2 separate regions of the Zea mays genome follow, and region 2 is linked to region 1. The links are chromatin contacts, called in public Hi-C maps. All regions are on one chromosome and are shown on one strand. Each heading gives the region's core, a stretch centred on a gene start, on an enhancer-like site or on the middle of the called end of the contact. The rest is flanking DNA. Distances are from core to core; before and after follow the strand shown.

Region 1 (6,473 bases), core at 1,254-3,753:
CCGGGGGGGGGGGGGGGGGGGGGGGCGTAGCCATGCCGTGGCAGGGCCCGCATGTCACGCCGCACACCGGAGGTCGTACGCCGCATTGGAAGAGCGTCCATCCGCGAGGGGCCACGCCTGGCCAAGCGAGGGCGGCTGGTCTGGGGCGTGGCGCACCAACTCGGGACCGCTTTCTCGCGGTGCATCGACCGTGGTCGAGCCCGTATCCGATCAAATTCACGCTAATCTGAGGCAGGCACGTAGGCCACAGCTGGGGACATAGAAAAGCGGCAGGCGAGCAGCACCTGGAGCAGCTCCGCCGCCGCGGTGCCCTTGCGCCGCACGGGTGCGTGGTGTGATGGTGCCCAGAATGTGCTGGCACACACCACGATCGCCTGCTTCATGACGTGGTGGCAACACAATGGAAGAGAGAAAACAGACTAAGTCAGAGGGGTTGGCTATACAAGTGGATCTGAAACAGTGAGAGTGGGAACCGTGGCTACATGTGAAAGCCCCTGGTTGATTGAATGATAAAAAAAATCTCATGTGGTCCCCACTTTGCATGCCTTCCAATCCAACCCCTATTTTTCCTCCGACATGGCGACATCCCATGAAAAGCAGATCTGCTTGCATGTGCAAGCCATGTCAGCGGCTAGAAATATATTTATTTCAAACATCTACTACATATTGGTGTCCATGTCCATCCCAAGTGCAGACTATGATGGACAACCGGTGTTTATACCTACTAGATGGGATGTAATTTGCCAACCTAATGAGTTAGATGGGTTAGGCATTTTGAATTTAGAGGTACAAAATTAATGTCTCTTAAGAAAATGGTTGAATAAACTTCTCAATGAAGAAAGAATGTGGCAATCCTTTCTGAGAAGAAAATATCTGGTCAATCAAACCTTATCCCAGGCACAACAAAGGGCCACATGTTCACACTTTTGGAGTGGCCTTATGAAAATTAAGGATTTATTCATCAGTAAAGGTACCTTTCAAGCACATGATAGGTCCCAAGTGCGTTTCCAGGAGGATGATTGGTTTGGGTTGGAAGCATTAAAATATTGATTTTCGCTTCTATATAACTTAGCAAGGAGGAAGAACGTAACAGTGTCCTTAAACATATCCTTTCGTAGGGGTTTGGTACACCAGTTGAGAGTCCAGTTGTTTCAACTAGTGACACTGGTGGCACATACTAATTTGGATATTAATAGGGACCCGTTTAGATGGAACTTGACTACTAATGGGTTGTTTACTGTTTAGGAACTCTCAGCAGTGGGGTGGAAGTGGATAACAAGGAACTTTGGAAACTTAAGATACCTTTGAAAATAAAAGTTTTATGTGGTACATCAAAAGAGGTGTAACTTTTACAAAGGATAACTTGGCTATCAGGAATTGGAATGATAATAAGACCTATTGCTTTTGTAGCAGACTGGAGACAATAAAACATCTGTTTTTCAGGTGCTCATATGCGTCTTTCATATGGCGTTTGTTACAGATAAATACGGGGTCGAGACCTCCTCGGGATGCTAATGAATTGTTTGGGGTCTGGGCGAGGGGGCTGCTGGTAAGATCATGCCACTAACTATTAATTGTTGCATTTGCACTTCGTTGGGCTACTTGGTGAAGCAGGAATGATGTGGTTTTCAATAAATGGTCTCCTAAATCTTGTTTGCAGGTAATCTTTAGGACAACTTATTGGTGCCTGCTTCTAGACCTAGCTTTAGCCTAAAAGGGAGGACCAAAAGTTAATAAAAGTCTTCATGTCGTAATGTGGAGATGGTGCTACTACATTTCCACAATTTTCGGATGGAGATCTTTGTTGCGTTTAACTTTGTAGTAGCTTTGATTTAGTATTGGGTGTTTTTGATGAGATCGTGTGATGGGTCAAGACAATATGCTGCCTTCGGTTGTAATAATTGGTCATAACCTCGTTTGAGACCAAGTTCGAACTATGTTTTCGTTATCTAAAAAAAATTAGCATAGACAGATGCAATCTATAATGGCACAACATCACAGATATAAAAAAGATAACATATTTGAGGAGTGACCACAATCAAATCATGACTGCACAAGGCATAGACAGATTCCATTTATTTGGTAACGAGATTAGTAGCATAGAGATTGCAGTTCAAACAATTTAAGTTTTAGAAAAATTTTGCGTCGCTATGTCAGGTGGTCTTTGTGGCAAATCCGAAAGAAAAAGCGGAAGATGACAGGAACCACGCTAGCAATTCCGGAGGTACAAGACAACTAAAAGTCGAAGATGACAGGAACCACGCTAGCAATTCCGAAAAGAAAAGCGTATTTTTGTTGGCTTGGAGCCAGGAAAGAAAGAAAGAAAAGGCTGGACAGACAACTCCATCAACAACCAAAAAAAACGTGCTACGACACCAGTCAATGGTCAACTCCGACTTCGACTTTCCAAGTTCCAACGAACGAGAAAACTTGCGCGCCACGCCGCTGTGCCTCCACCCACAGCAAAGGAACGCCTTATTTATTTACTCCAGGGCCCAGGCTCTGATCACTACGAAGTGCGAACTCAAAGCTGAAGACAACAAACCATGGGGAGCACAAGCACGAGCGCCACCTCGTCTTCCTCCTCCTCTGCTGCCAGCGGCCCCGGGGGCGGCGGCGGCGCACACGTGCTGCTCCTGCCGTACCCTGGCGCGCAGGGCCACACGAACCCGCTGCTCCAGTTTGGCCGCCGCCTCGCCTACCACGGCTTCCGCCCCACGCTCGTCACCTCCCGGTACGTACTCTCCACCACGCCGCCCCCAGGGGAGCCCTTCAGGGTGGCAGCCATTTCCGACGGCTTCGACGGCGGCGGCGCGGCCGCGTGCCCCGACATCGCTGAGTACTATCGCCAGCTCGAGGCCGTGGGTTCGGAGACGCTGGCGGAGCTGATCCGGACGGAGGCCGCCGAGGGCCGGCCCGTGCGCGTGGTGGTTTACGACCCGCACCTGCCGTGGGCGCGCTGGGTGGCGCAGGCGGCCGGGGTGCCGGCGGTGGCGTTCCTGTCGCAGCCGTGCTCCGTTGACGTCATCTACGGGGAGGTGTGGGCGGGGCGGCTGCCGCTGCCCGTGGTGGACGGGAAGGAGCTGTTCGCGCGCGGGCTGCTGGGTGTCGACCTCGGGCCCGACGACGTGCCGCCGTTCGCGGCCAGGCCAGACTGGTGCCCCGTGTTCCTTCGGGCGACGGTGCGGCAGTTCGAGGGGCTGGAGGACGCCGACGACGTGCTCGTCAACTCATTCCGCGACATCGAACCCACGGTGAGAGAGGTTACCGTACCGCGCGTCACCACGGCCGGCACGGCACCTGTTTGCTGTTTTGCTCAAGTGAATTTTCGCTGCTGAAGCAAGCAAGTCCATGATTGCTCTGTTGTTTCCTTTGATTCCACTTCGCCATCACAAGATTGATTTTCTTTTTTTGACACATTTTTGCGTTGCTAATTAACTGAGCAGGAGGCAGATTATATGTCCCTAACATGGCGCGCGAAGACAATAGGCCCAACGTTGCCATCATTTTACCTTGATGATGACCGCTTTCCGTTGAACAAGGCCTACGGATTCAACCTCTTCAGCAGCAGCGACTCATGTCTGCCTTGGCTTGACAAGCAGCGTCCGCGTTCTGTAGTTCTCGTATCCTATGGAACTGTTTCAGATTACGACGAAAATCAGCTAGAAGAGCTTGGCAACGGGCTGTACAGTTCTGGCAAACCATTCATTTGGGTTGTGAGGTCGAATGAAGAACACAAGCTGTCGGATGAGCTTCGCGACAAGTGCAAGGAGCGCGGCCTTGTTGTCTCTTGGTGCCCACAGCTCGAAGTTCTTGCACATAAAGCTACAGGTAATATATGGGAAATGGTTATTCTCTTACTCTTACGGGCTTGTTTGGATGCTATAGTATTCATCTCAGCACATATTGGTTGAGGGGGTTTCGGGTGTAAATTAAACTAATTTACACCTTAATCTACCTTAACTTATATACATTGTACTAAATACTAGAGTATCCAAATATAGCTTATATATATATATATATATATATATGAGGAAAAATGAGACAAACTGGCAAGGAATGTGAAATTTAGTTGCGTATTTCAAACATGCAGGCTGTTTCTTCACGCACTGTGGATGGAACTCGACACTAGAAGCGATTGTTAATGGCGTGCCAATGGTGGCAGTACCACACTGGGCTGACCAGCCGACCATATCGAAATACATGGAGAGCGTGTGGGGCTTGGGTGTCAAGGTGCGCAAGGATGAGAAAGGCTTGGTGACGAGAGACGAGGTGGCGAGGTGCATCAAGGATGTCATGGATGGGGATAGAAAAGATGAGTACAGGATGAATGCCAATGTGTGGATGAAAAAGGCCAAGGAAGCTGCACAGTACGGAGGGAGCTCGGACAAGAATATTGCTGAATTCGTCGCCAAGTATTCATCAAGTTAGTTGTCAAACAGATTTTTTGTGTATCTACAAGAGCCTATTTTCACGACCCAGAATCTGCGTCATAAGTTAGCAGCTTTACCGCTGCGCTCCCGCCTTTGAAACGTTGTCATAAGTTAGTACTCCAATAAAAATTACACACACACATATATATATATATATATAATACTGTTATGCACCCTTTGAAACGTTGTAAGCATACAGAATTGCACATTTGGGACTCAACGTAGTGCTTCACAATATTGCCATCCGAAATATTTACTTAGTAAAAAAGAGATTACAAACATCTTCTAATTGATGATACTACCATTTACTGTATAATCTTTCTTTTATTATTTCTTTTCCCTGCATTTTGTATGTAAGGAGATCAAATTATCTTTGTGCATGCGTTCTATGTTCTGTCTCCAAGCTGTTATGAACGACAATCACGATTCAGCAGCCAAAAGAGGGCTCGGTACCATTGCGCCGCCACAATTCCCCCTCGCCCCCCCCCTGCGCGTGCTTAGCCCCACTCCACGCCCACAATTTCTATATAGAATACCACATCACTCAGCTTGGGGGCACCACAAATTTCAGTACTTGATAGGCTAGCTCGACCAGATTGAAAATTCCACAATCCGGTCTTGAGGCACAAGATCAGCAGTCATGTCAGAATATTCAGTCCCAAAGGCCGACAGATCCAACACGGAGACATATTGTGAAAACCCTTGCATTTGTAACACCTGAGTCACTTACTACAATAAGTTCTAAAAATTAGAGAGTACTACATTCTGCAACATCAACAAAATATACACCACGGATGTCGTAGTCAATAAAGAAATAAGTGGTGGAGGACCAATGATTTCTGGAACATCGGCTAAAACACAGTTAGATGAGGATGTTGTTGTGGCCATTAGACATAAGTCCGCCACCCTAAAAAAGCACCCGACCCAAAAATTTCATAAGTTTAAAATCTAAATAAAAATTCTCCAAAAGGATCATTTGAATTTGGGTATTTTTGTGCATCTAATTTGCTTCTCTTCAAATAAATGAGACAAAAAATAAAAGAAAATATAAAATGACTTGTCTGTGCACCGCATGTTGAAGCACTATTTCTATTGTTTGAGATGATTTTGAATTGATTGAATTAGAAATTTGGTTTAAAAATGAAAACTTAGAAAACAAGAAAAAAAAGCCTCACTTGCTTAGTGGGCCACTCTTCTAATGTGGCCCAGCCGGCCTCGCCACTTTCCCTCTCCCTCTCCTCACTCGTATGGTCGTCTGCCGTCCTACAACCATGCCAGTTGCTCAGCCCATCCTGCAATCGCACTTTAAGCACATAGAATGGAAATCCATGTTCCCCTCGGGTTTGCACCTCCGTGCGATCGCATGAGTTCAAGCCGTTAACATGTGGGCCATGTTTCCCAAGTTCGTCTTTCTCCCTGTTAAACACTCGAGATTGTTGTCGCTCCGGTCAACCTACCTATGGCTTGTTATCGGGATCGTCGTCGTCGTTATCGTCATTTTGTGTAATTTGATCCTGACATACATATGAGATGTATCAGGATTTGTCCTTAGATTCGGGTGTGACAGCATACCAATGAGAGGATGTTTTTTAGGAAAAAAATAATAGTTCTGCTGCATCATTATGGACAAAGATGGCAGTTTCAAATTAGAAATGGCTCTTCCCTGCTTAAAAATTAACTAATTATTAAGTGCCTCCCGATGAATATCTAGTTCAAGCCACTGTTATCCTTTAGGCCGTATAAACATCGTTTAAATGCTACTCAGTAGTTAACTATTTAGACCGTTTAATCCGTTTAATCCTGTATAATCCGTTTTTGTCTGTTTAAACGCTCGTGTAGTCTGATTAAACACTAAACAGAGGATGACCGACTATTTAGCGTTTAGCATAACATTGGTTCAAGCAGTAAAAATATCTAGTTCAATCAGTGAAAATACGTACAAGAAAATGTAGAACCCTCCATGAAAATTAAAAACAACCTTGATTAATATATTGTTTCGCATGTATTTAAAATAGAAAGATGTGGTCTCACAGATCCACA
Region 2 (6,473 bases), core at 2,916-5,415, 340 kb after region 1:
CGGGGCGAGCGGCGCTATTTTCCTGTCAGGTCGGTCAGTGAAAGGGCGAAGTGACTGCGGTCACTTCGACCTTGCCGACTGAGACGCGTGTGTCAGGATAAGGTGTCAGGCGATCTTCGCATTGAATGCGTCTGCGATACGGCCGGTTGGTAAGGCGATTTGGCCAAGGTTGCTTCTCGACGAAGCCTGCCCGAGCTGGGCTTCGAGCGAGCCGAGGGTGTGCCCACCGCCTGAGGAGGCCCTCGGGCGAGGCGTAAATTCGTCCGGGACTACTGTTCCCGCCCGAGGCCGGGCTCGGGCGAGGCGAGATTGTGTCCCTTGGTAGACGAGGTCTTGACCTGAACCGCGCCCATCAGTCTTTGCAGTTTGTGCTGAGGGTGTTTACCAGCCGTGTTTTAGGAGTGTTGGGGGTACCCCTAATTACGGTACCCGACAAAACCATATAAATTCCACTTTTTGCCCTTCTTTTATTTCAGTTGCACTAATGTTGTGAGAATGCTAAGGGTTATTTTAGTCCTCTTATGATTTACTTAATATGTTTTGAATAGTTTTAGTCCCTATAACCAAATAGAGTAGAAACTAAATTTTATATTAGTCTTCTAACTAAACTTTAGTCCCTAGACTAAAGTAACCAAACGAGGCATAAATGAGTCCCATCTTGAGAGATTATAGTGAATAAGATATAAGACTTGATACATTAGTTTGTATGAAGAGATTTATTAGATGTATCTAATACTTGAAGAACCACAACGTAGTATTTAGGTTCAGTTAGGCCTTGTTCGGTTAATCCCGTTACCCATGGATTGGATGAGATTGGAAAAAATTCTAGGTGCAATTTAAGTTAGACTATCTTAAATTTAGCTAAATTCATACTCAAAATATATATAGCATGAAAATGCATTTCATTATAATGATTATATTAGTCTTTATCTAGAATGTCATGTATTAGTACTCATTATTTGGTCAAATTTATAGTTTGGTCTAGCGAGTACTAGAATATGTAAACCGGTTTCTTGTTATGATTAATTCATGTCTAGCGAAAGAGCGTATCACAAACAACAAAGGTTTAAAAGGAGTTCGTGCATGGCCTCATGTCATCTTCAACCTTGAAACTTTACTTTCTCTCTTCATTGGCAAGAACAAAAAACAATAATAGGAGTTTCATTGTCATGGAGGGGGTGCCATAAGACCCACCACTTCTGCCTAGCGACACACAATAGTCAATTACTCCCTTCCTCATGAAAATGATGTAATTGTAGCATTCAAATGTTGTAAAAAACTAATTCTACATTTGCACATTGGTTTGGTAAAATGTAGTGTAATATATTGACATGAAAACGTACAAAAAATGATATTAATGACATTGCAATTACAGAAACCAAAAGTGGTTAGAATAAGATATTTTTGTTTTAAATAAAAAAACGAAAATACGACAATAATGATCATGCTAAATCACAAATAGCCAACTTTCCTATTTTGATGAAAAAAATAAAATGAACAGTGACATATATACTGTCTATTTGTTCACTAGTATGTCCTCTAAAACGACAAGTGCGTTCTTTATGGATGAAAGTAGTATGAATTTATTTTGATCTATTCTTCGAGCTTCACCGTCGTGTTTTATTTTGAAAAATAAAATGTGAAACTACATTTTGATCGACTAAGGGATGTCTGAATGCATTAAAACTAGTAGTTAGTTGACTAAAAATTAGTAGTAAAATTAGCTAGCTAACAAACAACTACCTAACTATTAACTAATTTACCAAAAATAGCTAATAGCTAAACTATTAGCTAGAGTGTCTGGATAATCTGACTAATTTTAGCCACTAACTATTAGCTCTAGTGCATTCAAACACCTCTAAATTATTCTCATTATGATTGTCTTGATACTCAGAATATGTTATTGGCTAAGTATGGAAAGCATTATGAGCACATGTTTTTTCATAAAGACCACGATCAAAATCTACCAGTAGTACCGATTTTGGAGCATATTTAGAACCATCACCAACGGCATGTGATGGTCATGTCACTAGTACTACACGTCCCGTATTTGTTTGTGCGGTGGTGACACGCGCAAACCCATAGTGTTTTAGTTGGCAAAAAAAACATAACATGCGCTAAGTTATTCTTAATCTCATGGGATTTAGTTGAGAACTTTGGTCATGATGACTGATGAAACATAGCCCTTGATGTTGCCTTGCCTCCTACATGATCTTGCATTTGTTTCTTGCCATTGTTAAATTATACAAACGGTATACAAATAAATCATTTAAAAGTATTTTTAAAAGAACAAATTCAAGGCCAATGTTGCATGGTTAAATGCATTATTTCCATTCATGTTGTTCACGACGTATTTGTAATATTATAAAATATGCTGTTGACTAAGTATGGAAAGAGTTTAGAGCCAGCACACATTTTTTTTTCTTTCAAAAACGGCCGTAACTAAAACCTGGTGCCAATAACTAATTTTAGAGCGTATTTATCACCATTACTTGGATGAAAACGGTTTCGGAATTTTTCGGAATTCCGGAAACCGTTTTCGATTTTTTCCGATCGGAATCGTCGGTATCGGTATTTCTCGGAATCGGAATCGGTCATCGGAATTTTAGATCGGAATCGGTATCGAAATCGGTATAGCCCTTTACCGACCGTTTTGTTCGGTTACCGTTTTGGATCGGAATTTACCGAATTCAAAATTCGGAATTTACCGAAACTCATGGCCCAGCCCAATTTCTAAAATCTAAATTCACAACTCAGACGGCCCATGGGAGCAAGCAGCCCAGCAGGCCTCCACAGCTCATCTGTCGTCGGCCACCACAGTCCACTTCTAGTCTTTCGTTGCCCTCGCCCAGGCACAGCCGCCGCACGCCTGCACGGCACAGCAAGCACTGCATAGCGACACCGCCCACCGCCAGTCGCCACTGCTCAGCTCGACGCTCCATGGCGTGCCCCTAAATCCCGTGACGGTGTGACTCATCTTCCTCCTCTCCTCTCTGCCGGACCACGGACGGACGAACTGTCCCCAATGCCCCAATCCAGTAAGTAATCTGTAATCCCTAATACACGCACAGACTGCCGGACGCACTCATGCACGCACAGACTGCCGGACGCACTGAGCCGCCATGGACGCACTTCAGTCCTCCTCCTGTCGCTGCTCTTCCTCCTCACGCGCCCGACGCATCCGTGGCTTGCTCGATCAGTTCATATGCCGGTCCCGCCGTTCTGGTTCTGTTCTGGTTTCGGGATTGAAGTCTGCTTCGTACCCTGGAGGCTGGAGGCTGCAGTTTGCACATGGCAAATGTGATCCAGTGACCTCATTATCCAGACGCAATCGCATCGCTATCAATGCCTCGCGCTTGACGACGCTGCATTGTTTGACCTTTTTGCTATAAAGCATGGAAGTAGAACACCGTAGTCCACCGTTCAAGCTACAGGAAACAAATGGTAGATATTTTTTATGCGCAGAAAATGCTTACCAGTTTTTTTAATGATTAGTCACATTGATGCTTTACTGAGTGCCATATCATGGGCTTTAAAGTATGTGGGGGTGTTCATATAAAATACTACGGAGTAATAACACATATCCAAAACATGTGTTATCTAAAACAGGTGTTTGCTCAAACAAAAATCCGATAAAAAAAAGGAAAATGTGAAGGTGTGATCTACTCTAATGTCACAATTTTTATTTGCAGTGATACGCTCTAATGGCTAGTGAAGGTGAAGCTTCACCTCCATGAAAGCGTATGTTTTTTATATTGATATAGTTACCGATTGTATTTTAGATTCCGACCGATACCGATGTTTTTTTTGTACCGAACTTCCGTTTTCGATGATTCCGAAATACCGATGTCGTTTTCGTTTCCGAAATTACCGTTTCCGATTTCGTTTCCGATAAAAAATATGGAAACGGTAACGGTTTTAGTGTTTTCCGATCGTTTCCGACCGTTTTCATCCCTAACAAGATTTCATCCCACACCATATTTTACTAAAGCTGAAAACACTTTCCTCCAACCCAAAAAAAAAGAGACCATCCCCGCGGTTACCACAGGTGTAAACGCCTTTCACGAGGGGCAAACGTGGGGGTGCCCCTAGCAAGCGACCTGTCCGAGCTGTCGCCTGTCGGTACCACGCCTAGCAAAGCAAAAAAAGTAATAAAAGGGCCCGCAGATTAGTCAAACGCGGAACCCTCTGTGACAGGTGGGCCCTTGCCCCTCAGGCGCATTGTTTTTTTTTGTGTCTCTGGCGCCGTTGGGTGGGGCACCGTGGGCGGTGAGCTGACCGCCGCGCCGTCGGTGGGCGTGGGTTGGGGGTGGGGGTGCTTATTCTGGGCGGCTCCGCCTCCACGTATATATTACACGCGCGCGCATGTACGCGAAGAATTTTAGTGGGGAGCCAACGAAGGCAAGGCAAGCCAGACCAGCAGCGGGGGAGAGAGGAGGCAGAAGGAGATTCTAGGGAGTTAAGGGAGGCGACCGCCATGGGGGACTCCAGCGACTCCGTGTCGGTCGACGTCGAGCGGATCTTCTTTGGCGGCAAGGTCCGTGCGCGGCCTCCTCCCGCTTCTCTTATTTTTGTTTGTCCCATTTCCGATTGGGCTGGGTGCATTCGTGTGGGGAGGGTTTGAGTTTGGTTCGTCGCCCTGGGGTTTGTGCTTGCTCTTTCTCGCCTAGGCCTAACTATTGCGGCGGGTCCGATAGGGGTGTTTGTCATTAGAAGTTCATGTTCCCTCTTTTTCTCTGTTCTCTATTATTAGCGGCAATGCTTGTAAATTGGGGATAAGAGGATTAGCTATTGCGGCGTGATGGTTCCCCACTTCCCTGGTGTGTGTGGCACTGCTTTCAATGTGTACCTATGATGTGGGCATGTGGTTGTAATTGAGAGAATGAGAGCCCCAACTGTCTGTGGTTGATGATGTTAAGAACAGGAAGGCCGACAGGTTAGGTGGCACGAAATTTAGGGGTTTTTTAAGAGCAGGACAAAACCGAGAAAAATCATGACTAAAGGTAAAAATATGAGAGCATCAGCTTAAAAAACCTTTTTTATTTCTAGTGAATAATTTTTATTTCCTCCATTTCATTTTATTTTAATACATAAATTTTTTAATATGGAAACTAAAACTATATTTTAGTTGTTGCATTTAATAATTTAGAGGCTAAAATAAAATATAATAGAGAGACTAAAAATTAGTTACTAGAAACCAAATACCCCTTAGTTGTTTATTGCTAATGCAACTCCTGCCCTTTTTACGCGGCAATGCCTGGCGATTATCAGTATCAAGGGGAAAGTTGTTTGGTCAACTGATGAGAATTAGATGTAATAATAATGTGGCGTAATATGTCTGATTGTGTTATTATTTCTCTGTATGGTACTGAACCCTGATGATCCTAAACGTGTGCATCTGACTCGTGTTTCCTCAGGGGCATCGAGTGAGGACGAGGCACGGCCCTCTATCGGTTTCTGTATACGGAGACGAGGACAAGCCCGCGCTCGTAACTTATCCGGATTTAGCCTTGAATCGTGAGTGCGTTTGTTGCCTCTAGATTTATTTGTAAAGAACGCAATCGTTTTTCATAGATACAGTACAACAGCTTAATACGCTGGGAAAACTCTTCCTGTTCGGTAGACATGTCTTGCTTCCAAGGATTGTTCTTCTGTCCAGAGGCTGCGTCGCTGTTGCTTCACAATTTCTGTGTGTACCACATCACACCTCAAGGGCACGAGGTCAGTTATGATGTGTGTGTGTGTTTTCTTGCTTTGATTAATCCAGTCAACCTACCATTTGTCATTCTTTTTCATGTTAGGTTGGGTTCTTACATGGTTGTTGTTATTATTGTGCATGTTAAGTATTGCAGTTAGGAGCGGCTCCAATTTCAGCTGATGTGCATGTGCCGTCTGTCGATGACCTTGCAGATCAGGTCGCTGATGTCCTCGATTTTTTCAGGTAGCATTTCATATCAGGACATTTGCTGAATTCTGTGTTGCTACTTCGGTTTTGGTAGAGGTGGTCTTGTAATCTCAATTTCCTCTTTGCAGTTTGGGTTCGGTCATGTGCTTGGGTGTCACCGCTGGTGCCTATGTGCTCACCCTCTTTGCGGTAAGTGTGACCTCGAGACGACTAGCTCTTGTATTGTTTCCCTGTTGAGCGCTTGCTAAGAACGATATGTGTTTTTACCTTCGCAGACGAAGTATCGGGAGAGGGTTCTTGGCCTAATGTTGGTTTCACCTGTATGCAAAGCCCCCTCTTGGAGCGAGTGGTTGTACAATAAGGTTGTAACCACCTACTTCAGTTATTTCAGATGCCGTATGTCCTTTCAATTATTCATTTCACCGTGCAATGTTTCAGAGTGTTAACCTCAGAATCCGGTGTCCCAGGTATTGTTAAACTTGCTTTATTACTATGGGACGCGTGGGATAGTCAAGGAAAGTTTGCTTCAGCGGTATTTCAGCATGGTACTTCTGAATTCTGATCCCCC

The links. A called contact is a pair of places that touch in the nucleus more often than the background predicts.
Region 2: a Hi-C map of ear shows a contact between it and region 1, with 1.8 times the contacts expected there. The contact joins the promoter of LOC103634902 here to the promoter of LOC100274322 in region 1. A contact is called at or near these places in 2 of 25 Hi-C or Micro-C datasets (ear and endosperm).

What each region holds. Positions count from the first base shown.
Region 1 is chr8:20,576,700-20,583,172 of Zm-B73-REFERENCE-NAM-5.0, forward strand. It overlaps LOC100274322 (UDP-glycosyltransferase 74B1), which reads left to right and starts at 2,504. Exons shown (of 3, transcript NM_001360567.1): 1 at 2,504-3,254; 2 at 3,447-3,831; 3 at 4,094-4,640. The coding sequence starts at 2,547. The coding sequence ends at 4,431.
Region 2 is chr8:20,919,243-20,925,715 of Zm-B73-REFERENCE-NAM-5.0, forward strand. It overlaps LOC103634902 (protein NDL1), which reads left to right and starts at 4,166. Exons shown (of 11, transcript XM_008657476.3): 1 at 4,166-4,537; 2 at 5,418-5,517; 3 at 5,624-5,721; 4 at 5,853-5,941; 5 at 6,034-6,094; 6 at 6,181-6,267; 7 at 6,373-6,450. The coding sequence starts at 4,478.